2 separate regions of the Mus musculus genome follow, and region 1 is linked to region 2. The links are chromatin contacts, called in public promoter capture Hi-C maps. All regions are on one chromosome and are shown on one strand. Each heading gives the region's core, a stretch centred on a gene start, on an enhancer-like site or on the middle of the called end of the contact. The rest is flanking DNA. Distances are from core to core; before and after follow the strand shown.

Region 1 (5,992 bases), core at 2,290-4,789, 130 kb after region 2:
GCCTTGGAGATTCAAACCTGTGCAGCCACTGTAGTGTCCTCACCCGGCGACCGCCCTAATTTGGGCCCATATTTTTGCACTTAAAATTAGCTCTTCATTTCTTCACAGCTTTATGTGATTTCTAAGATCTGTGTCAATGATTGCACACAGCAGCTTTCAGTAGACTTTTTTTTATTGGCAGAGAGGATGGAGACCTCAGCTTTTCCAGAAGGCTGCTTTGCCCTTTCATTTTTGTTGGTGTAGGGGATTGAACCCAGAACTCAGTGCATGCTGCGTAAATGCTAAGACCTAGGTTGCCCGTTCCTGTCTCCCTCCTGCTCACCGTGTCTTCTGATGCCATCACAGGTTCATGGAACAGCCCCGGACATTGCAGGCAAGGACATGGCCAACCCCACGGCCCTCCTGCTTAGTGCTGTGATGATGCTTCGCCACATGGGACTTTTTGACCATGCAGCAAAAATCGAGGCTGCATGTTTTGCTACAATTAAGGATGGAAAGGTATCTGTAAATCTACACAACTACAAGCTGGTTGAAATGTGTTTCTTCTGTGGAAAGAGAACAGAGCCCAGAAAGATCTGATGTTGAACACGGGTTTTTGTTTTGTTTTGTTTTGAATTTGTTTTTTTGGTTTTGGGGGTTTTTTTGTTTTTTGTTTTTTGTTTTTTTTTTTTCCCAGACAGGGTCTCTCTGTGTAGCCCTGGCTGTCCTGGAACTCACTTCGTAGACCAGGCTGGCCTCGAACTCAGAAATCCGCCTGCCTCTGCCTCCCGAGTGCTGGGATTAAAGGCGTGCGCCACCACCCCCGGCTGTTTTGAATCTGTTTTTGAGACGAGAGTTTCTTTGTGTAGGCTTAGGTTGTCCTATAACTCGCTCTGTAGACCAGGCTGGTCTCAAACTCACAGGGATCTACCTGCCTCTGCCTCCCAGATCCTGAGATAGAGATTCTTAATGTGCACTCCCCGATGGAACCAGAGGTGCTAATGTGCACCTATGCATTGGGGTGGGGGAGGGGACAGTAGGTGGGGGGCCGTAATCCAAATATTTCCTCTGAAAGAATGAAGAGACACTAACAGGCATCAGAACACAGCAGAAAGAGTGTGAGAGCCAGAGGCAGGCACAGGCCCACTCAGCTGCACTGGTGTTAGCTCTACAGTCTGGTCAGTTATTCTTAAAGTAGTGCCTCAAAGCTGCTCCTTTCTGAAAGTTACAGCTTAGGATTACTTCTTATGGCCAAAATACAAGAAATGAAAACCTGTTTTTAACAGCCTGACATCACTTTTGAGGGCAGGAGCTCTTGTTATTATCCCAAGCCTGTATTGGGAAGTAACAGTCTAGAGCTGAGCCGGGAGATGCTTGACTTACACAGGAGTCTCCTGGTTCTGTGGGACATAGCTGCAAGAGGGAATTTAACATACTGATGTCTGTTTGTAGTAAAGAGAACACGAGTTGTTAGAAAACAGATTGGTCACCCTAGAGACTTCTCCTAAAGAGGAAAGTTAGGATTAACTGTGTAAATGTTGTCATGCTGCTTGCCTCCAAATACCAAAATAGACCAAAGAGGCCTTATGATCTTTTTTCTTAGCTTTAAAATTTCCCCACATATTTTATGCTTAGATTTGCTTTCATGTAACTATCCATAACCAATCAGTATTTTCTTGGTCAATAGTCTGAACAAAGGGGAGAGTTTGGACTACCATCCTGCTCTCTAAGGAGTCTTATTCTTGAGAGGTGTTTCTTAGGTCTGTATATCCAGGCAGCAATGAGTCCAAGGAAGGATTTTTGGTGGTTAGATAAAAGCCAGCATTCATTCCTCAGGCGCTTGCAAAGGACGTGGCTCCCCACTGACTCACTCCTGTAGTTACATCTCAGAGTCCCTCAGCCCACTCACTAGTGCCTGTTCTACATCTCAAAGCCCTCACAGAGCATCCTGGCTCTTCACTTCCTGGCCTCCTTCCTCCCAGATACCATTTCCCTGTTTCCCTGCCTCTGCCTGCCACCCTTATTGCACTACTCACTCTTCCTGCCCCCATCTCTTACTATTTCTACTGTTCTCTCTTACTTCTCTTCTCTCAAAGATAGCCCTGGCCATGACCACAATGTTTCCTTTTTTCCTCTGCTCTGGACTCTTCCAGGTGCCTCTGGAAACGTCTCTTTCTTATTTACAATAAGAGCCTTCCCTTAAGGGAGTGGCCATTTCAGTGGTTTCTTTACTGCCTTGTTTTAAGACAGGCAAGATCTTGCTGTCTAGCTCTGGATGGCCTGGAATTCTATGTACAGACCAGGCTGGCTTTGAGTGTGCAAGAATCTTTGTGCCTCAGCCCCTCCGTGCTGGGGTTGGTTGTAGCAGTGCACCATCATGCCTGACTTGGGAGTGTTTCTCGGTACGCACCTCATGGGATTTCCCCAGGCCTCGCAGGGTAGGTAGGTGGTGTGTGATCGAACCTCTGCCTGAAATCAGTAGACTGGTTAGTATCTTGCTCAGTTCCTATTTCACTGAGTGCTTTAAATGTCCTTGTTTTAATTTAGTGTGGTGATGAATGTTTATTTTTCTCTTTCTATTCTCAGAGCTTAACAAAAGATCTGGGAGGCAACGCGAAGTGCTCTGACTTCACAGAAGAAATCTGTCGTAGAGTCAAAGACTTAGATTAGCACTCCTGCTGGTGGATTTGCTGCAGTCAGTCAATCACTCCAAAAGGATACCCTGTAATCCTCCTTGAGGGCGCCCACCATTGGTTTGCTTGCTTCTTGACAGAGTACGTTTTTTGAATCTGGCCTTTTCTTAACAAAACCCTTGCAATGGATGCACATGATGGCCCCAGGCCTTCATTCAAAGGGTTTTCCCAAGTGCTGGTTGTATTTATTGTCCGTCTGGTAAACCTTATTTTGTAAACTGTAAGTGAACTGTATCATTTATCATTGTTAACCCATTTTACACTTCAGGCAAAATCATTTTCCTCAACTGTAAATATTCTGATACAGAATTAATAAGAGAAGATATTTAACTTTTTAACAAAAGCCCTGGATTTTTGGTTTATGAAAAACAAACTGGGAATAAAACAGGGTTTTAACAATCGCACAAGATAACATTATTCTAATACTAATGGGTACAAAAGAAATTTACTGGGAAAGTTCACAGCAAAAAAATGGTATATTTCTTAAAAATATGGAAATAAAGTATTTGTCCTATACATGAATTACTATTAATAAAAATGTAAGCTCCAAGAAATCCATAATGAATGATGTAATTTTGTTACTACATCGGTAATCCTTGTCAAGGCCCCGGATGCTCTCTGTGTATTTGATTCTTTTGTTACCTTGAGATTCACTATTTTGGGGGAAGAGCTTTCAGATAAGGGAGATCACTCCTCACTAGACAGATCGTCAGCATTGCGAGCTGTCAGCCATGAGAGCCAGCCACTGCAGATCCCCTCCCACGTGGCCACACTCCAGCCAGTGCTGCAGGTGACCCTGGAAAGGCCTGGCTGCCCCTTGACTTTCCCTAAAGCAACCAGTCACTGCCTTCTGCCCCAGTAGCACCCATTACAGACTTAATTGCCGAGGTGGAGCTGACTCAGCCCACGCTCATACAAATCAGGCCAAGCGGGGGCCTGTGTTACCAGCTGCTGACCATCAGGTTCTGCCCCTCATTCTTCCCACAGCCTCTGCTCCACAGCATGAACCTAGCCTTTGGCCCACACCAAAGCCAAGCTGTCTTCCCTTAGCCCTTGCACTAGTTTGCAAACTCGTGGCTTTGCATAATGTACCCTGGTCCCAAGGGGATTTCTTAACAACAGATGTCCCTGTCTGGGTCATTTTTTTAAAGCTTTTATTTGGACTTACAATCTTCTGTGTATTTTACTTTAAAACTGCTGCTTTCCCTGTCTCACTGGATTGTTCTGGTTAGCAGTGGCTTTGGGTTCACAGTAATAAAGAACTTAAGAACTGACTGAGGCGTTTGCATTCTCTGCGTATTTCCTGGTCAGGTACCTTAGGGCATTTTAGCTTAGCCTGTTGAAATAGGTGGTAATAGAGTTGGCTGCTTCCACCAGACCCCATCCTTCACCCCGGTAGGCCGCTGATGATGTACTAAAGGATACTAAAGTTCTGTGAGTTAACTGTCTATGTTCTGTCCCACCTGCCCATTGACAAAAGACATCCGGTACTTGTTGCAGATCTGTTAAAAGGTTTAATACTGAAAATTACATATTAAATACAGTCACATAGGCAGCAGCAGTTTATTAAGCATCAAGCCTCTTGTGTGTGAGGTGGCAGAGTGTGGTACTAGTTTCCAAGAAGCCAGAATTAAGTCAGGCGAGCTGTGACTGCTGTCTCTGCAGCACACATTAGTAATGGGATTGCCATCCCTTTCCCTCTCCAACAGCGCCCCCTGGGAGACCTGTGAACTAGAACCTTGTAGATCTGCCTGGACCTGAAGCCAAAGTGAGCGGTCCTTCTCTTTTGGAAGGAGAATGGTCTGGCTTGACACCTGAACAGGAGCAGTGGTTAGAATTGAAACTACTTGCACGTGAAGGCATTGGAGATGTCAGTGCTCTGCCCTGAACTAAAGGGTGGAAGCAGCTTGTCACAGGTTCTTTTGCCCACTGGAGACACCTGGCGCTCAGGAAGATGCTTGCCGGGCTGGTCTCCAGCAGAAGCCACAAGCATGGCTCCTGACTACTGTTTTTGCTCTTGATAAAAAGAATCGATGATATCTTTGTACTTCTCCAGAACCGTGAGCCGTTTCAATTTCATGGTGGGTCCTAAAAGAAAAATTGGAAGAAATGAGTGTGGCCTGGGTTTGGTTTCATGAGAAGGTATCGTTTGGAAGAGAATGACTCCTGTAGGGTCATGTGTTTGAATAACTGGTTTCCCAGTTGGTGGGGCTGTTTGGGAAGGATTAGAGTATACAGCCTTAGAGGAGGTGTAGCACTAGGGTAGGCTTGAAGTTTCAAAAGATTTCTTCCATTTTCTATCTCTGCTACTGTGGACTCATAACTATCTGGAACTATGAACCCATTGGACATTTTCTTTTATAGGTTGGCTTGGGTGTGGTGTTTTATCACAGAAATAGAAAAGTGACTTAGATGGCATGTGAGATCCAGAAGTCAGGTACTAAGCCAGAGAAGCAGGATACACTGTACAGCTTCTGAGGCAAGAGTCCTTTTAGCATTATCCCACATGAGCCCCTCTGTGTCACAGTGAACTAGGCTTAGTCTGCAGTCAGGTTACAGAGGACATGATGGGTGTCACTTCCAGGGGCAGAAGTGACTTGTTTCTTTCCATTACATAATGAAATACAGCCTTGACCTGTCCCCATTATGATCCTCCCTTGAATGAACATACCCTGTCTCAGAATACAGGGAGTATGGGTCATCCAGAAACCTTTTCAGATACCATCTTAGAGTTTTATTGCTGTAAAGAGACACCATGACCAAGGCAACTCCTATAAAGGAAAACATGTAATTGGGGCTGACTTACTGTTTCAGAAGTGTAACCCATTATCATCGTGGTGGGGAGCATGGCAGAATCCAGGCAGACATGGTGCTGGAGAAGGCCACACCTTCTAATAGTGCCACTCCCCATGGGCCATAAATTCAAACACGTGAATCTATGGAGGCCAAACCCATTCAAACCACAGATAACTAAGCTAAAAATTGCCCAAAGTCTTTCATAAAACTGTGTGGTATTTGCACAAAACCATGAAAATCCATATTCTTTAAGCCTTCTCTATACTACTCAGAATCTCAAATACAGCATAAATGCTACATAAATAAACTAGTGTTTAGTAATAATTAAAAAGTTTGCATAGTCAGGTCTTCATGGCCTGTAATCCCAGCTCCTCGGAGGCTGAGACAGGAGGATCACAAATTTGGGGCTTGTCTGAGTTACACTGAGTTCAAGGCCAACCTGGGGAATTTAGTAAGATCTTTTCTCAAAATTTAAAAAGAGAACCAGAGAGATTGCTCAGTGATAGAGCTCTTGCCTGGTGTTC
Region 2 (6,060 bases), core at 468-2,967:
CACTCCAAAAGGTGGCTGGAGCTTCCAAGCCTTTCCCTCACTCTTATTTCAACACACTGTGTCATTTTGTCAACTCAAGGACTGAACTATAAATATAATTTTTTTTTACTTTTGGAAGAACAATTAACTAAACCACAGATTAAAAAATAAATAATGATATTATAGTAAGTTTTAGTTTTAAAAAGTCTACCTTTTAAATTTCAAAACTACAATACCACCAAAAAATAAAGACCTCTGTAAGAAAGAACATAATTTAGGAGATTCAGTGAATCACTGTCTCAACAGACACAGACACTAACTTGCACTGCCAGATGCACTTCCAATCATTTAAAACAGGAGGGGCTCTATTATCAACATCTTCCTCCTCTTCTAGAATATCACCGCCTGGAGGAGCCCACAGCTGAATCGAATCCGTTGCTGTCAGCAATCTGTTATCTGAAAGTTTAAAAGTGTTCTGATGAATAACCCAGGATTATCTAAGAATAGAAATGCACACATGGGTTCTGTTAGGTCTATAAACTAGTAAGTTTTGAAAATATACAATACCAGCTATGAAAAACACATGGGTCACTTCAACAGAAATCCCCTACAAGATGAAAAACATGAAAAAGAGCCTAAGCAAGGACTGTTATTAGGGAAAACTTGAGGGAAAAAACCCCACTGCCCAGGGCTTACTCTGGCAAGCAAGCCTGACAGGAGCTGAGGTAGAGTACCACAGCTCAGACGCCTGCTACAGTGTAAGTATTCTTATGATATGATCAAAACTAAAAGTGAGTTTATTACATGGAATATAAACAACCCTCATTAATTGTAAACATAAAAGGGTAACAGCTTTGTATCATTACAGGTTTCTAATCTTTGCAAATTAAAGACAATAATTTCTTGAAATACACCATAATAAAATAAGGATGTTTTCCGCCCCTGTCTTATAAATTTATCATTTTGTAGATAAAATAAGAGTAAATTACATCACATGTTAACTAAAACAAAAAAAAAAAAAACAACACACACACACAAAACAAATCACTGGTTCTTGAAATAAAGCAGTAGAAAGCAAAGGCTAAAAAGCAGAGAGAAGAAAACTAAGTTCTGTGCAAAGCAATGTATACAGAAAAAACAAGCCTGTATTCACTCATCAACAAAAATACATTTGTAATGTTTTTTATCATCAAAGATTATGACATTTTAATTAAGTACATTCAAATCAAATGCTTCATTTTAATAATTTTAAGTACAGCTGCTAAATACCTTGAGGGTCCCATGCTAAGTTGTATGTCACGGAACTCAAAAAAAACTGTCCAGTTTTAAGCCACTGACACTTGAGTTGCTGAAACATGTAGAGAGAAGAAAAAAAAAGGATGTTTTTAAAATACCCCAAATTCTACCATTTTGTCACTTTCTTCAACTTAAAACAAACTTACAAAGATTTAAATATTTCATTACTATTTTAAAATTACTTCAACAAAACCCACTTACAGGTCACACTGCCATATTAAGCTGCTTGCTGTGCCCAACTAAACATGTTCTCTCAAGCTTCCTTCTGTCTACAAACACATTTTCAGTACGTGGGCATCCTTTCCTCCACTTCTCCATCTAAAAAGCCCTCTTTCATAATGCTTTGCATAAATCATGGTGTCTGTGAACTCTAACACCCTTCCAGCGTCTGAAACATTTCCACGCTGTCATGACAACACTGACTACAGACTTATGTTTGCGTGTCTGCCTTTCCTACTAGACAGCAGCCCTTTAAGGGAAGGAAGGATGTCATAGTCATTGTGGGGGTTGTCACTGTTGTGTGACATCTTATGCTTGTCTGGTTGTTTTTGTTCTTTAAAAAAAAAAAAAAAAAAAACAGGGTCTAGTCTCAAGTAGTCCCAGCTAGCCTGGAACTTGCTATGTAGCAAAGAAATGGCCTAGAGCCCCTGACACTCTGCCTCTACCTCCCAAGTGCTGTTATGGGGACCTACTAGCATGGCCAGTACATCTGCTTGTTGGTAGGACTGGGGTTAGGAAGGGTGTGAGTGAGGAGTTTTTAGTTTTGATTTTGTCCTTTTCGTTTGTCGTTCTCTTTGGGGTTTGAGATAGGGTCTAGCCATGTAGCCCAGTCCTGGTTGTAGTGATCCTCCTGCTTCTGCCTCTGAGCTAGACTACTGCTCTAATCTTTTTCCTTCAGCTCATGCCACGCCCATTATAAAATTCGTCTTATTAGGGCTGGAGATGGCTCAGTAGCTATGAGCACTTGCTGCTCTCCCAGATGACCCAAGTCCTGCTCCTACCACCTGGTGCGGGAGCCTTACAACCACCTGTAACTGTAGCTACAGGGAGCTGACACTCTCTTCTGGACTCCATGGGCACCTGCATGCACGCATGCATTCTCACACACACACACACAAATGAGAGGGGGAGGGAATAAAAATAAATCATTTTGAAACTTTTATTAATGCACAGAAATGGACTCACTGTTTCAAGTTAGATAAAACTCCCAAAAAGACAACATTTTTTAAATATATATGTAATTCACATATGTGATCTGTTATATTTGAGTATTTTCTATCTAATCCTTTCATTCTATAAGGAGATTAAACTTTTGGGATATAGTATTCTAAATAAACCAAAGTATATATTTCTTTGTTAAAAAAAATAAATAAAGCAAAACAAAAACACAGTACAACATAGTCCCATCACATATGTGACATGCACAGGTCAGAGGCTGTGAGCCCACATGTGGGTCCTGGGAACCTAACACACGTACGCTACAAGGCAGTTAGTGCTCGTTAACCAATACCCATCTCTCAAGCCTCTGAGCCTGAGTTTCCTTTGCTGTGTTCCTAGTCAGTCTGTTGGTTTGTTTTTTTGTTTTGTTTTGTTTTTTTGTTTTTTGAGACAGGGTTTCTCTGTAGCCCTGGCTGTCCTGGAACTCACTTTGTAGACCAGGCTGGCCTCGAACTCAGAAATCCGCCTGCCTCTGCCTCCTGAGTGCTGAGATTAAAGGTGTGCGCCACCATGCCCAGCCCCTAGTCAGTCTTTATTTGGGGGTTGAGAGAGATCAAATCCAGAGCCTTGTAAATATTAAACAAGAGCTCAGCCAATGATCTATACCTCTAGATGACTCTTAGACACTGTACAATTTAATAACTATTTTTATAATGAAAAAACTGATGTGTTCATTTAGTTTAGAAATATAAAAACTTGAATAAGATTTCAATTAAAGCTGGTTTTTAGAAAACCTTTCGAGATGGGCACAATGGCTCACATTGGCAGTTCCTGCATGGTCTGAGTCTGAGACTAAAAGAGAACAGCTTGAGCATGGGCATTTGAAGCCAGCCTAGGCAACATAGCAAGACCTCATCTCAGCATGTAAGTGAAGTGAATGAAAATCCTAACTTTCTTACAGGGCTACTGACGTAGCTCAGGTGGTATGGCGCTTGCCCAGCACCCCCACAGCCCTCGGTGACCCCCAATACAACATAAACTAAGAGGGCTAGTGCTTGCCTACTACACGAGCATTCCAGCGTAGGAGGAGGAGGGTGAATTCAAGATCATCATCTGATAAATAGTGAGTTCAAGGCCAACCTAAGGTAGATGCAACCCTTTCTCAAAAAACACTTGTGTGAGTGTAGGTGCACACATATCAAAGCACACGTGTGGACATCAGAGGACACTTGAGGGTCCAGTTCTCCCTTCTACCTTATTCAGACAGGGTTACTTTGTTATCTGCCACTAAGTATAGCAGGCAAGCTCCTGATTCTCCTGATTCCATCTCACTACTGTACCCAGCTTTGCATGGGTTCAGGGTATTCAAACTCAGGTCCCCACACTTGTACAACATCTAAGCCTTATTCTCCAGCCCCCGTGTGTAACTTATAAACTGGTTGATGATTCTAACCATATAGGATTTCCTTAACATTAAATAATATAAAACACAGAACTGAGTATATATGTGAATGGCTCTTAATGTGATGTACAAGACCATTTATCTGGTTAGTGAGCTTACCTAAGTATGTAACTCCACTAAACAAATATTTAGGGAGGTCTGAATATACTCTACATTCTAAATAACTGAACTGAATACATTCTAAAATAAAAAATGGGATGTAACAATAATCAAAAGAACCAAGCTGCCTACATGTATAGGACCTTATGTTCTAACTATAAACAATATACAAACTAGTGCTATAGAAAAAGCTTAAACTAGATAAGCAGATCAGGGCACAGTGGCTCATGCCTATGATGCCATCACAAAAAAGGTTGGTGAGAGACAGAAATAATGAAAGGAGGATTTGCAGCTCCCAGCACAGCCAGGCCTCCCATCCCAGAGGAGGTATAGTACACGAACCCACAGAACCTAAAGGGAGGGCGACTAAAAGCAGCAGAAGAGCAAGTGTGGCTGGATTCTGAAGAACAGCATGGGAGGAAGAAGGGAGGTGAGAGACTACCTGCAAGTTTACAATCTGCAAGAAATATTGCGCCCTTAGAGATTATAAAAAGAGAAGTTATACACCCTCTCTACTGAGAAGAAAGAAAAAGGGGCCATCAGAATAGAAAACTAGTACCAGAGACTAGCAATAACCCAAGCAAGGGAAGAGCAGTTCGGACTAGGGTAGATCTCAACACAACAAATGGCAATTAGTAATATTCCAGAGACTTAGGATTCTACAAAACCTTCACTACACTTCACAGACATTCATACCCACTGTTTGTACTGCTTCCTGAGCAGCTCTCTACTATGGAGTCTAAGGAAACCAGAAAACTAGATTCAAAAGTTAACCAAAACTAAATAATAATAATAATAATAATAATAATAATAATAATAATAATAATGAGAGTAACCAGATTCTTAGGAAATTCTGCTATCAGTGAATACTTACACTGTTTCTCTTATGAGAATTTACACCCAGGGGTTCAAAAATACACACAGCATTCCCATATGAAGCTGCAACCTAAAAGAGAATGAACATGACATTAGTGCTTAGAAAAGAGTGAAATAGAGACAGCCTTCTCCATATAATAACATATAAACTAATTTCATACAATCCAATTCCAATATATCTCCATGGTTTATTTCTTCAAATAAACCTGGCAGTATAGTAGATTTAACAATCTCTGCTACCAAAAACTTCAGTAGCCTTGTTTTAAAGTTACAAAGGAGACAAGATCTCAGGTAACCTGGGATAGCCTCAAACTTGATAGTAGCTAAGGCTAGCCACAAACTCCTAATCATCCTGTGCACCTCAATATCTATTTTAACAAATTACATTTTCTAGAAGAATTTATTTTGGGACCAGGAAGATAGCTGAGTAAAGGCACTTGCCACCAAAACTGATAACCTGAGAAAATCTCTAGAACCCACATAGCACAAGAGAACTGACTCCTACAAGCTGTCCTCTGACCAGTACACACACAGACACACACACACACACACACACACACACACAGACACACACACACGAGCACAGTAAATTAACAGATGTGATTTTCAAATTTTTAATAGTTTTAATATGGAGATAACTTTAGTGACAAAAATACATCTTAGCGGTACATCTCTTTATCAGCAATGTTTATAATCCAGTGGGGAAAAAAATAAAAATCGTGAGAAGTTTTAAGACTATGTCACAAAAATGGCTTTAATTATACCATCAAACAGAAACCACCAATTGGGAAATCACCTTGAAGAAGGAACAGAAATAACAAAGAAAGAAATCGCTGAACTATGCAGAGCACCCAGATGGAGCAGCTGCTGTGAGTCTCCACTGGAGGGGGTTGGGGGTGAGGGCCAGGACTGCTCTGCTCCAGACCAGACCTGATAAGAAGGGCTGCAAGTCCCTCCACTCCAAGGGGCTGCCAGAGCCCAAGTCTAACAACTGCTGGAAGTAGTTCCCAATTCATCATCCTCTTGAGGAGGAAAAATCAGCATCAGGAAACAGACCAAAGCCCTCCCTTCTAACACCATTGACTCTGATTAATCCACAAAACAAGCCTTCGAAGACAAAGGTGTTAGTCCACAGTACAGCAGGGGAGCTACTTAAATGCCTGGCTAATAGGAAGTCACAATTGTGACAG

The links. Capture Hi-C pulls out chosen DNA fragments and counts their contacts.
Region 1: a promoter capture Hi-C map of adipose tissue shows a contact between it and region 2. The contact joins two enhancer-like sites. A contact is called at or near these places in 1 of 115 datasets of contacts at active chromatin or transcription factors (embryonic stem cells) and 3 of 9 other capture datasets (adipose tissue, liver and pancreatic islet).

The regions. Positions count from the first base shown.
Region 1 is chr9:54,600,717-54,606,708 of GRCm38.p6, forward strand. It overlaps Idh3a (isocitrate dehydrogenase 3 (NAD+) alpha), which reads left to right. Exons shown (of 11, transcript NM_029573.2): 10 at 346-498; 11 at 2,566-3,946. The coding sequence ends at 2,649. Acsbg1 (acyl-CoA synthetase bubblegum family member 1) reads right to left here. Exons shown (of 14, transcript NM_053178.2): 14 at 4,281-4,760. The coding sequence ends at 4,675. Among named protein-coding and RNA genes, the nearest start is that of Idh3a, 17 kb to the left of the region's middle. Within about 2 kb of position 3,540, at least 25 of the 459 cell types and tissues checked have an H3K27ac peak or open chromatin away from gene starts, as enhancers often do. A contact at or near this core is called in adipose tissue, where this site is marked.
Region 2 is chr9:54,472,589-54,478,648 of GRCm38.p6, forward strand. Dmxl2 (Dmx-like 2) reads right to left here. Exons shown (of 44, transcript NM_172771.2): 3 at 4,869-4,940; 4 at 1,249-1,327; 5 at 300-435. Among named protein-coding and RNA genes, the nearest start is that of Dmxl2, 26 kb to the right of the region's middle. Within about 2 kb of position 1,718, at least 19 of the 459 cell types and tissues checked have an H3K27ac peak or open chromatin away from gene starts, as enhancers often do. A contact at or near this core is called in adipose tissue, where this site is marked.